3 separate regions of the Zea mays genome follow, and regions 1 and 2 are each linked to region 3. Evidence: chromatin contacts called from public Hi-C data. All regions are on one chromosome and are shown on one strand. The core of a region is the stretch at or near the end of the contact, and the rest is flanking DNA. Distances in the headings are between cores, read along the strand shown.

What was found. Hi-C and Micro-C count contacts between places; a contact is called where the count stands out from the background.
Region 1: a Hi-C map of leaf mesophyll shows a contact between it and region 3, with 5 times the contacts expected there. The contact joins two enhancer-like sites. A contact is called at or near these places in 2 of 25 Hi-C or Micro-C datasets (endosperm and leaf mesophyll).
Region 2: a contact with region 3 is called in a Hi-C map of tassel, with 2.7 times the contacts expected there. The contact joins the promoter of LOC100502453 here to the enhancer-like site in region 3. A contact is called at or near these places in 2 of 25 Hi-C or Micro-C datasets (ear and tassel).

The regions. Positions count from the first base shown.
Region 1 is chr1:166,220,910-166,225,559 of Zm-B73-REFERENCE-NAM-5.0, reverse strand. No RefSeq gene overlaps it. Among protein-coding and RNA genes, the nearest start is that of LOC103640492, 57 kb to the left of the region's middle. Within about 2 kb of position 2,944, at least 18 of the 20 cell types and tissues checked have an H3K27ac peak or open chromatin away from gene starts, as enhancers often do. A contact at or near this core is called in leaf mesophyll, where this site is marked.
Region 2 is chr1:165,422,958-165,427,568 of Zm-B73-REFERENCE-NAM-5.0, reverse strand. It overlaps LOC100502453, which reads right to left and starts at 3,344. Exons shown (of 3, transcript NM_001348473.1): 1 at 2,845-3,344; 2 at 2,664-2,744; 3 at 1,217-1,675. The coding sequence starts at 3,165. The coding sequence ends at 1,349.
Region 3 is chr1:165,864,218-165,868,618 of Zm-B73-REFERENCE-NAM-5.0, reverse strand. No RefSeq gene overlaps it. Among protein-coding and RNA genes, the nearest start is that of LOC103640490, 37 kb to the left of the region's middle. Within about 2 kb of position 2,513, at least 17 of the 20 cell types and tissues checked have an H3K27ac peak or open chromatin away from gene starts, as enhancers often do. A contact at or near this core is called in ear, leaf mesophyll and tassel, where this site is marked.

The DNA of each region.
Region 1 (4,650 bases), core at 1,695-4,194, 360 kb before region 3:
ACCAGAGTCATAATAGATTAAAATTAATAATAAACCACAATGCGGTGCAAATGACTAGTTAAACTTAATTCCATAAGTTACTCATGTGAGGGTCCGAGCTGCTCATGACCGTGAGCACGGCTGATATACCAGTTTTACACTCTTCAAAGGTTACTCTTCAAAGGTTCCAATTAACATAATTATCTTGTCATGAACAGTAACTAACAAATTGATAATAAAAGCATGATTATGAATAATGTGTGTCTTAACACCCAAAACCACGTAAAGCAATACAAGGTACTACCCAAAAGTTCAGGGGTAAACAAGGTATAAAGATAACCGAACTAGGGTGACCTATTGGGTCCCATAAAAATTAACCTATGCAGATCATAATGAAACATTATTGGGTAAATAGAAGTGACCAAGGGCACAACTTTCCTTCAACAAGCTCCTTCTCAGTAGTTTCCACCTGCTGAGCCTCTGGATCCTTAGTCACTTGCCCGTCTACTCGCAATAATACAAACAAACATGGTACAGGAGAAATTAGCATCACACCAAACATGAGAACATACTGCATAATAATATTCTACGCATCATAACGAGATTGTAGGTTCGAGAATCACTAAATTCAGAGTTACGTTTAACGAGTTACGATTTTCCGAAGTTATTAAGTGTTTGGTACAAAATAAACTAGGTGAGTAATTTTAACCTATGTTTCATGATAAAACAGAGTTACCAAGTGATAAACAATACTAATACAAAATTAATGCAACTAGAATGGATCAAAAAGGAGTTAAAATGAATTTTCTATGAATTAAACAAGATTATGTAATAATTTTTATACTAAAAAGTATTTTCTGAGTTAATTTATTCCTTTTGTTCGCTCCTTGGACTGCGAACCTAATTTCTAGAGAGTACGAGGTTTAAACTGTAAATGCCAGGGACTTGAATGAAACTCTTTTCTATTGCTTTAGGACGACGGGTTGATTTTGCTTAACCTGAAGGTTTCTTCTGCAAAGTTGGTTCGGTGAAGGGGTATCCGCCAATCCTAGCCGCTCGATCAACACCCGACGACCCAGATTAAAACTATGTGATACATAAACATGTGATCCACCCCGACCGTCATATCCAAAATCAACGGATGAAGGACGCTCCTGCCCCGATCCGACCTACACCGTCCATTACCGAATCGATACCACATATCTATTCTTGTGAAACGGTATGCAGTCGTCTAATCTCCACCGCAGGGGGCTGATCCAACGGCCCATGTTCCCTCTTCAACCTTCAGCCGACCAACCAACGGAACAGGGCATCCACGGTGGCGCTGCTCACCGGCGCCTGCGGATCCACGCCCCCGCGCCCTCCTAGACGAATCCGAGGAACACTACTCACGGCCTAGATGAAGGTGAAACGATTAGAGAGGTTATTACGGTGTTTCAGGACGGAGAAGTTGCCGTCCACGCACCTTGCCGGTCCGCGACCAAGAACGAACGACGGTGAGAAATTACGGGAACACTGGTGGCCCTACTCCCGTACAGGAGCCACGGCTTCCCTCCATGCGCCCTCGAGAATCGCCCTGGCCACCAACAGAGGGCAAGGCACGACGACGACACTTACTCACCGACGTGGTCCTCGGCGGCTAGCTATTCGACAAAGGGGGGCGCACGACATCCGTTCGATGGGAAAGTCTGCGGCCACACTTATATAACCTTGTAGCGAAGTCCGGCTCCTGGAGGTTTGGCTAGAGAGGCACTGAGCCAGCCGCGAGGTTCTCAGCGACGGTTGCAACGGGCCGCACAAGCTGGAGTCGAGGAAGCAGCTGACAGGGGGTCCCACATGGCAGAGACTCGTGAGTGATGGTGAGCACTGCCGTCTGCAGCGCGGGCCCACCTGGTGGTCATGAGTGAATCACGCACGCGGAGACTGACAGGGGTGGTCCACAGCTGGGCTGTCGCGGCTGAGGCGATGTGGGCCGAAAAGAGGGGAGGCCGGCCTAGGCGCGCAGTTTTCCTTTTTCTTTTTTCCTTTTATTTTATTTTCTTCTCTTTTCTTTTCACTTTTAAATCTCAATTTGAATTCAAATGTTGTTGAATTTTGTACTCAGATTAAATGTATAAATCAATCTACCAAGAGGAAGAGATATCCTTATTTATATATTAATTATTCTTCCTGTTGTATATTATTTCCCTTTTTCTCTCGTTTCTTTCTATGTCATTCTCACTTTTTAGGCTTCAAATTAAGTTAAACCCCACTTTCAACATTAACATATTTTATCACTATTATCATTATTAGTAAATGCACAAACAAATAAACCCCAACATGATGCATATATTTGTTGCTTCATTAGTTACTTCATTCACTTTAAATGTGTTCCTTAATATTCATCATGGATAGAAAGTGTTGGTCACTTGTTCTCAAATACTGTGAATCAAGAACAAGGCAACACAATTGTTAAGTATTGTAAGGCCTAAAATTGGTAGAAAAAATAAAATAAATATATCATAAAATAATAAAATAAAGAAATAAAAATATCTATGATAGTGTTTCTAGAATTTTTGAAACCTTTGGGATTTAGTAGGACATTTCCTTTTCATAACCAATTAAGGGTACTAAACTAGTTAAGTAATCAATAAATAGGTAAGGAAAGGTTGATCCCTTGTGGGAGATTAATTCTTAAAATAAAATCCTCCGTTGGGTGTGATGTATATTAAGGAACATTTATTTAAATAAATAAAACAATAAATAAATAGTTAAATAAAGTTGCATCATACTGGATATTTTGATTGTAATTTTGACCCTAGGTTTGAATTACAAATTCGAATTTGGAATTTAAAAATGGAAAATAAAAACAGAAAAATAAAAAAAGAGAAAGACCTAATTGGGCCAACTCTACTGCTTTTGGCCCATCTCAGTTGTCCAGCGCACTGCCCTCTCTGTTGGGCGCCAACCTATGGGTCCCGCCCGTCGGCCACCCGCGCACGCTGGTGCTGTTCGTCTGGCTGTCTGGTGGGGCCGCGAGGTCAGCACTATCCCCTTCCTCACAACCAATTCCCCGCGGGCGCCGGGCCATTAGGCTATCGCCGCCGTGAATCACAGGGGATATACAAGTCGGGGCCGCATCTCCTCAGGCCATAAATGGTAACTGTCGCGACCCCCATCGTCTCATCCGCCTGCGCCCACATCCGTTGCGCAAGCACCGTAGCCACCATCGCCGCAAGCTTGGAGAAAATAGGGCCGCCACCATCGTACTTCGACCACACGTATCCCGGTGCCGTGCAAACAACGCCACGGAACCTCCTCGTACCGCCACGGAAGCCACTCGTTGCATCGCTAGGCGAATTAAGACCTCGGCCTTTGAACGATTGCTCGCTGGAGCACAAACAACGCCGCGGAACCTCCTCGTACCGTGGGCGGATCCACTCGGGCTCTCTCCCTCGGTAAGAGCACCCTCCCTTGATTCACCATGCTGTCAACAACGTTTTGCACGAATTTGCACTCAAATCCGCACATCAAGGCGCCAGGTTGGCCAACGCCGGCCATGGCTGCCGTTGTTAAGTTCGGCGGCGCCACCGCGCTCGGACATCGGCAGTGGGGTGGTGTTTCTAGCCGTCGGATTGCATGCGTACGGCGTAGATTAGGCTAACGTGCACCCCCTTCGGCCCGACGTATCCGCACCCTCCGATCGTGATCGGGCGGCCCCAGATTGGTTTAGGTGATGGTTAATCCGTTCCGTCGATCAACGATCCCACCAATAGTATCAAGTACCGGTTTGTTTTAAGCCACTATTTAATCCTAGCCACTGAAATCCGATCGGACGGCTCAGATCACACAATACCCCTTTAGATAGCCAGTTTTGCAAAAGAAACCCCACTCTTTATATGAATGAACCCGCGACCCACACTAGGTGTTAAGTGGTTTAATTCATGTTCTTGGGTTTTTACAGAACGGACCTCGGGCTTCTGAAAAATTGTGGCCGCAGCACAAGGATTAATAAAATAGGTAGAATTAATAAATAAAATGGGTTTTTAGTATAAAAATAAATCTAAAAACTAGTTTAATTCATATTAAATCCATTTTAACTCCGAATTGATTCATTCCAGTTGCGATAAATTCATATTAATATTTTTATCATCTGGTAACCCTATTTTGTTATGAAACATAGGTAGGAATTATACACTTAATTTCTTTTGTATCCAATGCTTAGATCTTCAGTAATTCATAACTCGGTAACCGTAACTCCGATTTTAGTGATTCTCGAACCCACGATCTCGTAGCAATGCATAGATTATTATTATGCAGTTTGTGCTTATATTTTGTATGATGTTAATTCTGCCTATACCATGTTTGTTTGTATTGCTACGACTAGCACGATGTTACGAGTCATCTGAAGATCATCCTGATACCTAGAATCTCGAGTCTCACGCAAGTTGTGCCCTTGATCACTCCTTTTTACCTAATAATGTTCACTGTTAATCACTATGACATGCTCAGGTTAATTTGATGGGACCTAATAGGTTTCCCTAGCATTGTTTATCCCTCACCTTACAAATAGATGAACTATTGGGTAGATTTGTTATTGCTCTACCTGGTTTTGGGAAACTAATGTTTCATTATGATCATGTTCCAATTATGTTGGTTTTTAATTATTGTTCATGATAAGATCATATTGTT
Region 2 (4,611 bases), core at 2,095-4,594, 440 kb after region 3:
ATGTTATTGTTCCTGGCCTGAGAGAGGGATACCAAGTCTGAACAACACTCCTAACCGCCATTACGAAGGACTTGACCATGATGGTTGTATTGCCACCATAGGACGATATGGTTGCTTCGTAGCTCATGAGGAACTGCTTTGGGTCTGAGTAATCGTCATACATGGGCAGCTGAGGTGGCCATGGTACTGCCTGCAGCTCTGTAGCTAAAGAAGAGGCATCATCAAAAGCAATGTTTTCATGGTTAAAAGCTTCATACCACATATCTTCGTGGTTGGGGCCTTCCTGCCGAAGATCTCTTTGGTGTTGTTGATACTCTTGATGCTCAGTATCATGCACAATGTATCACATCTCTTCAGTTGTTTCGTTAATCTTCTTTTGCAACTCTGACAACCGAAGCATTTTTTTCTCTTCTCTTCTCCACTTGTTGGTGCATGGCTTCAAGATTGTTGATTTCTTGATCCAGCTCCTCATCTTGTGGGGTTGGGCTAGCAGCCTTACTTTTTTGGCTTCGGGCTTCTCTTAAAAGAATTATGTCTTTGTTGGTGTCTAGAGGAGCAAGAACAGCCCCTGGCACCGTTGTCTTCTTCGGTGACATGACGAAGGTGGTTGTTAATGAGTTCACCGGAGGTGGGCGCCAATGTTGGTTACTTGTTACCAATTGCTCTACACAGTTGAAAATAAGGCAACATAACATTAAAAAGATAATCAACCTTCGTCTTCGAACTGTTATCCCTTCGAAGACGAAGGTTGGGCTTTTAATTGAATAAATCACAAAACAGTATATGTATGTACAAGGAATGTAAAGAAGTTGAAACACGTTAACTCATCCTTGATATTTCAACATTCCATTTCTCCTCTTTTGTATCATAAATTTACAATCGTACCTTCGGCTCAATAGAATGAATTAGAGCGAAGGTGCATTAGGAAGGGACTACACGAATCACTCTTTAGCCCTCCAAAAGGTACTTTATGCAGGTCAATGTTCACCTATTTATAGGGGATCGTACAACTTTGTATGGAATAACAAATATGCCCACAAGACTTGTACATATAATTTACAAAACGATGCGAGGGCAATATTGACTTCTGCCTCTAACAGCTTGGACACGGAACCGTGGACGCCTTCTCCCGGCAATGTTCTCCTTCGTCTCTATGTGTTGTTGTGACAAAGCTTAACAACTTCGTCTTTATCTTCATCCTATTCCGAAGGTATTCAATACCGAAGTTCCTACAACACTTGTGAACATGCTGACAACCAATAATTAAGTGTGTTTTTGAGCACCTTCGAAAGACGAAGGCCCCAACATACTCCTCCTCGTTACTTTACCAACAGTGCAAGCTAAAGTTCTAGGCAACAACACTTTTGAGTGTCAATATGTGTTCAACTGAATTTGTGCTTGAAAATATGCACCTAGATCTGCATATCTGACCGAAAATGACACATGTCTGCAGATATTGTAAAGTATACGTGGGAGCCTGGAAGGAGGAGGAACCCCTAGGCGTCTCTCCTTTTCTATCTTGATCAAGTTGACTCGGTATCCCTATCCATCCCACCAGCCCCAAAGCAGCACATTCGGGTTCCGACGTCATCGCCGTCACGGCTTGCACAAGCAAAGGCGAGCAAGAACTCGGCTCCCGTCCCATCTCGCCATGAAAGAAAGAAAGAAAGACCACCTAAAAAGAACAGAACAGGTGGTCAGCTTCCTTCCAGTGCACCGTACCTGTGACAGCAACAGTCTAAAGCACCAGGAAAAAAAAAGGAGGCAGAAAATCTGATGCCTGATGCGGAAGTTAGCAGAAAGAACAGCATGTGGCCACAGCGCATCTGCAGTACAAAAAAACAACTCAATTATTTGGATCCCAAAGAAAGAGATAGCTGTTACTACTTCTCTCGTCACCCATTGCTGCTGTCGCCTGTTGATCCGGATCATCGTGAGTCCTGACCTAACCATTAACCAGCATCCTTTCAGTGCAAGCAAGCAAGCAAGCAATTGGTTTCCAGAGAAGCTAGGCACGCTGCCACTGGAATTGATGAAAAAGGCTTGTGCTGGACTGTGTGTGTCATCAGCAGTGCACACCGCACAAATGCCCAAGCAATGAAGCAACAGTGGCGCACAAGACAGGACAAGGTGCCTGTCGCAGGAGGGATTCCCTGTTGTGGCCTGACCTAACAGTCGCCCCTAGAGTCTGAAGCTGCCGGCGTTCCTCATAATAATCCCAACAAGGCTCATGACTCTTGTCAATGGCAGGTCGCTTTCGGTAGCTACTATAGCATCCCCTGCAGGGTGGCCGGATGGCACCTGCATGGATGGATGGAGAGCATAAAAACCTTTGCCATGAGCTGTATTGTCACTCCGTTTTCTTTTGGGAAAAAAAGGAAGAGGAACAGCGGCGCGCGCACGTCGAGAAGTGAGATGGGGCGGGTGATCCAGGAAATCAAATCGCCATCGCCATGGGGGTCGTCCATGGCAAGTGGAGTGATAAAAGATTTATCATTTATATATGCATGGGCCAGAGCCCAGGGATGGGAGATAGATAAGCAACTTGATAGATATCCACTGAAAACTCCAGACAAAGTTCTTCACCTCCAGATTCCTCACAGAGACAAGCCCTCAATTATTACCCCCTTCCCCCCAAAAAAATTCAATGATGCTAGTCGTACCTCGTCCTCCTTTATAAAGCAACAAACTGCAAGCTGCTTCTGATGCACCATCCAGCCATCCAGGGGCTGCAAGCCTGCAACCTAAAGCAAGAACAAGCAGAGCAAGAGAGAGAGATATGGAGCGAGGAGACGAGGCATCGTCAGTAGTGAGCAAGGCCAGCACAGCAGAGCAGCGACTCACCAGGGAGCAGCACGGCGACGGCGCGGCGTGGCTGAACCTGACGCTGGGCGCGAGCGAATCGCCGTCGCCGTCTCCGTCCCCGGACGCCGCGAGCTGCTCCGCGGACTCCGAGTCCGGGTCCGGGTCCGGGTCCGCCGCCAAGCCGCCCCCGCACAAGGTGTTCTCCTGCAACTTCTGCCTGCGCAAGTTCTTCAGCTCGCAGGCGCTGGGCGGGCACCAGAACGCGCACAAGCGGGAGCGCAGCGCCGCCAAGCGATCCTCGTACCACGCGCAGCGGGTGGTCGTGGGCGGCCTGCCGCTGCACGCGCACGCCGCCCTCATGCGCTCCCTCCGAGCCAACCCGGCGCCGGCGCCGGCGGTCAGGACGGCGGCGAGGTTCCTCGAGGGCGGCGTGGCGGCGGCGGCCTGGGCAACGGTCCCGTGCGAGGAGGCGCCGAGCTCGGCCTGGCCTGGGAGCTTCAGGCTGAGAGCGCCGCACTCGGAGTATGAGCAAGCGTGTGAGCCGATTCAGCCGAGTAAGATCGACTTGGACCTCAGGCTCTGATGGTGATACGCTGGTGTGGTCTGGTTGGTTCGAGATCGAGTGCGTGAGTTCGGCCCCGTTTCAATCTCATGAGCTAAACTTTAGCTTCCTGCTAAACTTTAGCTATATGAATTGAAGTGCTAAAGTTTAGTTTCAATTATCACCATTAGCTCTCATGTTTAGATTATGGCCCCGTTCCAATCTCGCGAGATAAACTTTAGCAGCTATTTTTTAGCTACTTTTAGCCATTTATAATCTAAACATGAGAGCTAATGGTGGTAATTGAAACTAAACTTTAGCACTTCAATTCATATAGCTAAAGTTTAGCAGGAAGCTAAAGTTTATCCCGTGAGATTGAAATGGGGCCTATAAATGGCTAAAAGTAGCTAAAAAATAGCTGCTAAAGTTTATCTCGCGACATTGGAACAGGGCCTTCGTCGAGGTTCATGTTCATCTGCTGAATAAACTGGTCTGGAGATGCGATCAGGTTCAGCTCACCGTCAGATGAGAAACCATGTGGTGGTACTGAATTTTGGACATATTGTTGATGCTGCTGGCGTTGTTGTTTGAGTCGCTGTTAGAATTGTTTGATGGCGCTGCAACCAAGTGTTCCTGTAGCTGGAAACTGTATTTAGCTCTCTCTATATATTGACGTCAGCGCGAAGAACTCTTCGTCACAAACGATTCGGGATCGGAACAAGACACAGCTCTAGCATCGGCGGGCAGCAAAATAAGCGGGAAAACATGGGGTAAGGCTGTGCGCAGCGGTTACCGCTGCCTCTCCCCCTCCCCTTGCATGCGGTCCCCCTACACGTCGGTTCTCTTCTCTCTCCCCCCAGATCTAGCGTGTCACTGTTCATCACCCTAAACATTGTGCTATGGGTCCACGAGTAATTGTTAGTAGATAAAAAATTGATAGTTGGTATAGAAAATGATATTTTATAGTGGTAGTGGGGTATAGGGGGAGTATTTAGGGGGAACCGCTGCGGGAGATGAAAAAATAGGGGGAAAAATAGGAGGAAAAGTGATATAGGGGGAAAAATTTAGAGGTAACCGTTGCGGATAGCCTAAGAAGCTGTTACGGTGTTGCGTACCACGTAAGTTCATCCCGATTTTAGATATGCGGCACATAAAATTTGTCACACAAAGTAGTGTCCATCCCAATTTAGGGTATGTTCGGTTATTTTCAATCCATATAGATTGAAGGGGATTAATACGGATTGAGAGAGATTTTGACTTACTAG
Region 3 (4,401 bases), core at 1,264-3,763:
GCCCCCTGGGTCCCACCCGTCGGTTGCTTGCGCCCCCTGGCGCTAGGCCCGACCGGTCAGCCCGCCTTTGCCTCGAACCGCTGACCGCCCTGTCCGCTTGTCAGCGCTCGCCCGCGCTCACGCGCGCACGCTCGCTCGCCAATCTAATCTCGGTCGTTGATCCGAGATCTAACAACCAAGGAAACCCTGTACCCCTTCGCTTGGTTATTTTGTTAAAGAGCCCCTCGGTTTCCTAGAAATATAACCCGCAATCCTGTTTTCTTGCGCCTAGGCCCCTGGTTTCTTGCAGAGAAGCCCCTGGGCTTTATTTTAATCACAAATATAGGTTAAATTTAGTGTTTTTGATTTTAAAACTTGTATATTTCATATCTTTTGCATATGAACTCCAAATTGGGTGGTTTAAATTGCAAAATGTTCATAATGTTATAATCTATCTGTTTAAATTATGTTCATCCACTGTTTGCATGACTTAATTTTGTGGCTAGTCTCTAATTTAATTTAAAGTGATAGAATAATTAATAAGGGTAAAATAAAAGTAACACCCTAATGAATGTGCAAGTGCTTAACCTTGTAGATTTAATTTCAATTAATGTATGATCCCATCTCTCGAATAACTTTATCTAAATCAGTAGTTCACTAAGATAGACATAGTTAAATAGTTAATCTACTGAGATAGGCAATACTCAGAGAACAACATACCTCTAGGTATATTAACCTACCCTAGAACCTAGAGTTCTCTTGTGTGTTTGTACTTTTCCACTGAACTTGTGTTTACTCTGTTGCATATGATTGGTGTACTGTTCCTTTGTCATTTCCCAAATTTGTTGAATGAATGATTGCTTTGCATAGACAACGAGCAGTCCGAGGTTTCGGAGTGTGTTGTAGGAGACTTCCCTGAGCAACAACCTAGTGAAGGCAAGTGTCCTATGACCCATTATGTCCTATTTACTTTATAATTCACTGTCCCACTGTCACACCCAGTTTTGGAAGGCAAACCGAATGCGAACCATGTACGTGCCAGGATAAGCAATTCACGTACATAGCAGTTACATAGTTGGACATCATCACACAATGCTCAAATAATAACATAACATAGTATTAATTTGATTACATCATGATGTCCAAGACATCCACATAGTCATTAACATAGATAAAAGTGCAAAAACGAAACGTAGCAACACACGGCCTTCACAGGCAGCTAACTGGGGGTTTGCCGCTAACCCGTGCCTAGAACTCATCATAGTCTTGGAACTCCTGAAAATCCTCCACTGGGACTTCATCTTCTCCTGAGCAGTGGTTGCAATGTGGACAACCTGGGGGGTTTGGTTGTAATACCCAAATAATGGAATTTATAGGATGTACAAGAATTGGGAAACATAAAAGGTTTATTTGACTACTTGTTTTTCTCATCTTTGCATATTCAAATCATGGGGTCACCTTGACCACTAACAACCATATTAAATAAAGGGAATAGTGCATCATGTTGGAGTTTATTTGTTTGTTCATTTAATAATAATAATAGTAATAAAAATATGTTAATATTGAAGTTAGGATTAAACCTAATTTGCAATCTAGAAATTAAAAATGAATTAGAAAAGAAAGGGAGAGAAAAGGAAAACCCTATATGCAATGTGAAGAAAAATATGTAAATAATTATACCTTTTCATACTGGCATTTTTAATTTGTACATTTAAATCTCTGTACAAAATTCACAGCAAAGATTGAATTCAAATTCGAGATTCAAAAATAAAAAGAAAGGAAAACAGAAAAGAAGAGAAAAACAAAAAGAAAAGAGAAAACTATGCATGGGCCGAAATCCTACATCGGGCCCATCCTGCACTTCGCGCTAGATGGCCAACGACTCGCGCGTGTGGCCGCCCTGACATCTGGGGCCCGCACGACAGCCACTCCCCGCCCGCGCCACTTTCTCCGCTCGCTGACTTGTGGCCCCGCGCTGTCAGCGCTATCCTCTCCCACGCGCGCTCGGCTCTGTAGAGCTTCAACCACAGCGAGGATTGCGGGGCATCGAGCTCGGACTTGCCTCGACCGTACAAATAGAACCCACGGGTGCTTGCGGCCCCTCCTGCTGACTCGCGCGAGAACCATCAATCAGCCACCACACCCTGTGGGCCGCCACCGAGACCTTTCACGTGCCATGGGGTTCGCCGCCGTGGAAACACGACAGTGGCGGGATTCGGGCCCCGACAGTGACAGCGGGGGGGGGGGGGGGGGGGGGGGGGTCGATCTAGCTCTGTGGTTGCTGTGTGAAAGGTTAATCGGAGGAAGTTCAGCCGAGGCCTGGGAAATTCGTCGTCGAAAGTGCAGCGCTGCCGCGGACCGCCCTTTGTCGTGGCCGGACAACACCACCAGATAATAGCCGGTAATCTCCACCTCACCTAGTTCGCTAGGCCATGTGGTGCGTGTAGAGCATTTTCGGGTATGGTCTGGGGGCCTGGGTCGTCGGGTAGTCCTTTGCCGGTGGGACCGCCACTGTTCATCAGCAGTGTGTTGGCACGACCGGTGTCGGGAGGGGAAGAGATCCATTGCACCGTTAGATCCAATCAAACGGTCGAGATCAGATCATCATAATGCTGAGTATTGGTCGGATCTGCGCCGTTGATCAAACATCAGGCGATCGAGGATAGATCTGTAGGGTTTTAAATCTCAATTGTTCATTCTAGATCGTGCATGTGAGAATCAATCGAAGTAAATTGAATCTGGGCTGTCGATCTGTGATCCGACGGCCACCTCCGCATACTGGTTCATGGGGCGCAGGTCTAATCCTGACGCTCGGTTTTAGATCGGACGACTGAGTTTTTGGGCAGTTTGTCATTTTGCAAAAAAACCCCTAGAATATGTAGGAATCAACCCGTAGTCCATCACGTGTTGAGGAGCATTTAATCTGAGTCCTGAGAATTTTATAAGTTAGCCCCCATACTTTTAGTATTGTTGAGCGCAGTCGAGAGAGCTGTTAAATGGAATAAAAAATATAAAAAATGAGTTTTTGTATTAAAATAATTCTAGAAAATTCTTTAAATCATAATAAATTCGTTTTAATTCCTTTTTGATCTATTCAAGTTGCATTAATTTGGTATTAATATTGTTTATCACCTGGTAACTATGTTTTATAATGAAACATAAATTAGAATTACTCACCTAGTATATTCTGTACCAAACACTTAATAACTTCGGAAAATCATAACTCGATAACCGTAACTCTGAATTTAGTGATTCTCGAACCTACGACCTCGTTGTGATGCGTAGAATATTATTATGCAGTATGATCTCATGTTTGGTGTGATGTTAATTTCTCTTGTACCATGTTTATTTGTATTATTGCGAGTAGACGAGCAAGCCACTGAGGACCCTGGTGTTCAGCAGGCGGATAATTTTGAGCAAGAGCTCGTTGAAGGCAAGTTGTGCCCTTGACCACCTTTATTTACCCAATAATGTTCTTTATAATCACTATGGCATGCTTAGGCTTAATTTTGATGGGACCAATAGGTCACCCTAGTCTGCTTTATCTTGTGATGTGATTAGCACTGAACTTTTTGGGTAGTCTTGCTATTGCTATATGTGGTTATGGGTGGAGATAAATTTGACACATGATCATTCTTTATTATTACTGTTGATTATTTATTGTTCATGATAAGATTACTATGTTAATTGGAACATGGAGAACCAATTTGGAAAATAGTGCAACCACAAGGGTGGAATGAGACATCCTTGGCCAAGTAATTAGGAAAACTAGGGAGAGATTACCTTACCTGAAAGCGACAAGAGGGGAGGCGTCGTTGTAGAGTATAAGGAGGTTCTCGGGTCGGACTGCCTGGCTTTCCGGACGGGGGATTCCTGTGTTTCCTTCTTCCTGAATCCGTAGAGAGTTTTCTCAAACTAGTGGAACTTTGGAAAAGCCTCGTAGTGCTACCCTTCCTCATCTCCTCGGTAGAGATGAATGGGAAGTCGCGATCCCTTGGCAAATGGGTAACACGACTTGTGGGTAAAGATGTGCAACCTCTGCTGAGTATAAAACTGGTATATCAGCCATTCTCACGGTCAGGAGCGGCTCGGACATTCACATGATTAATTTATGGAAGTAAATTTATTTTTTCATTTGCATCGCATTGTGGTTTATTATTAATTTTGATCTACTATTACTTTGGGTTGGTATACACTTACATTTAGTAACTGCTAATAAAATTTGAGCAACTTATTAAAAGCAATGCTCAGCTTCAACCACTATTTATTGCCCAGCCTTACACTTCACATGGGCTCCCACCTTTGGTGAGTTCATGCATATTATTTCCCACAACTTGTTGAGCTATAATCTTTTGTGAGCTCACCCTTGCGATATATAAACCCCCCACAGGAGAAGAACATGTGGTCCAGGAGGAGACCTAC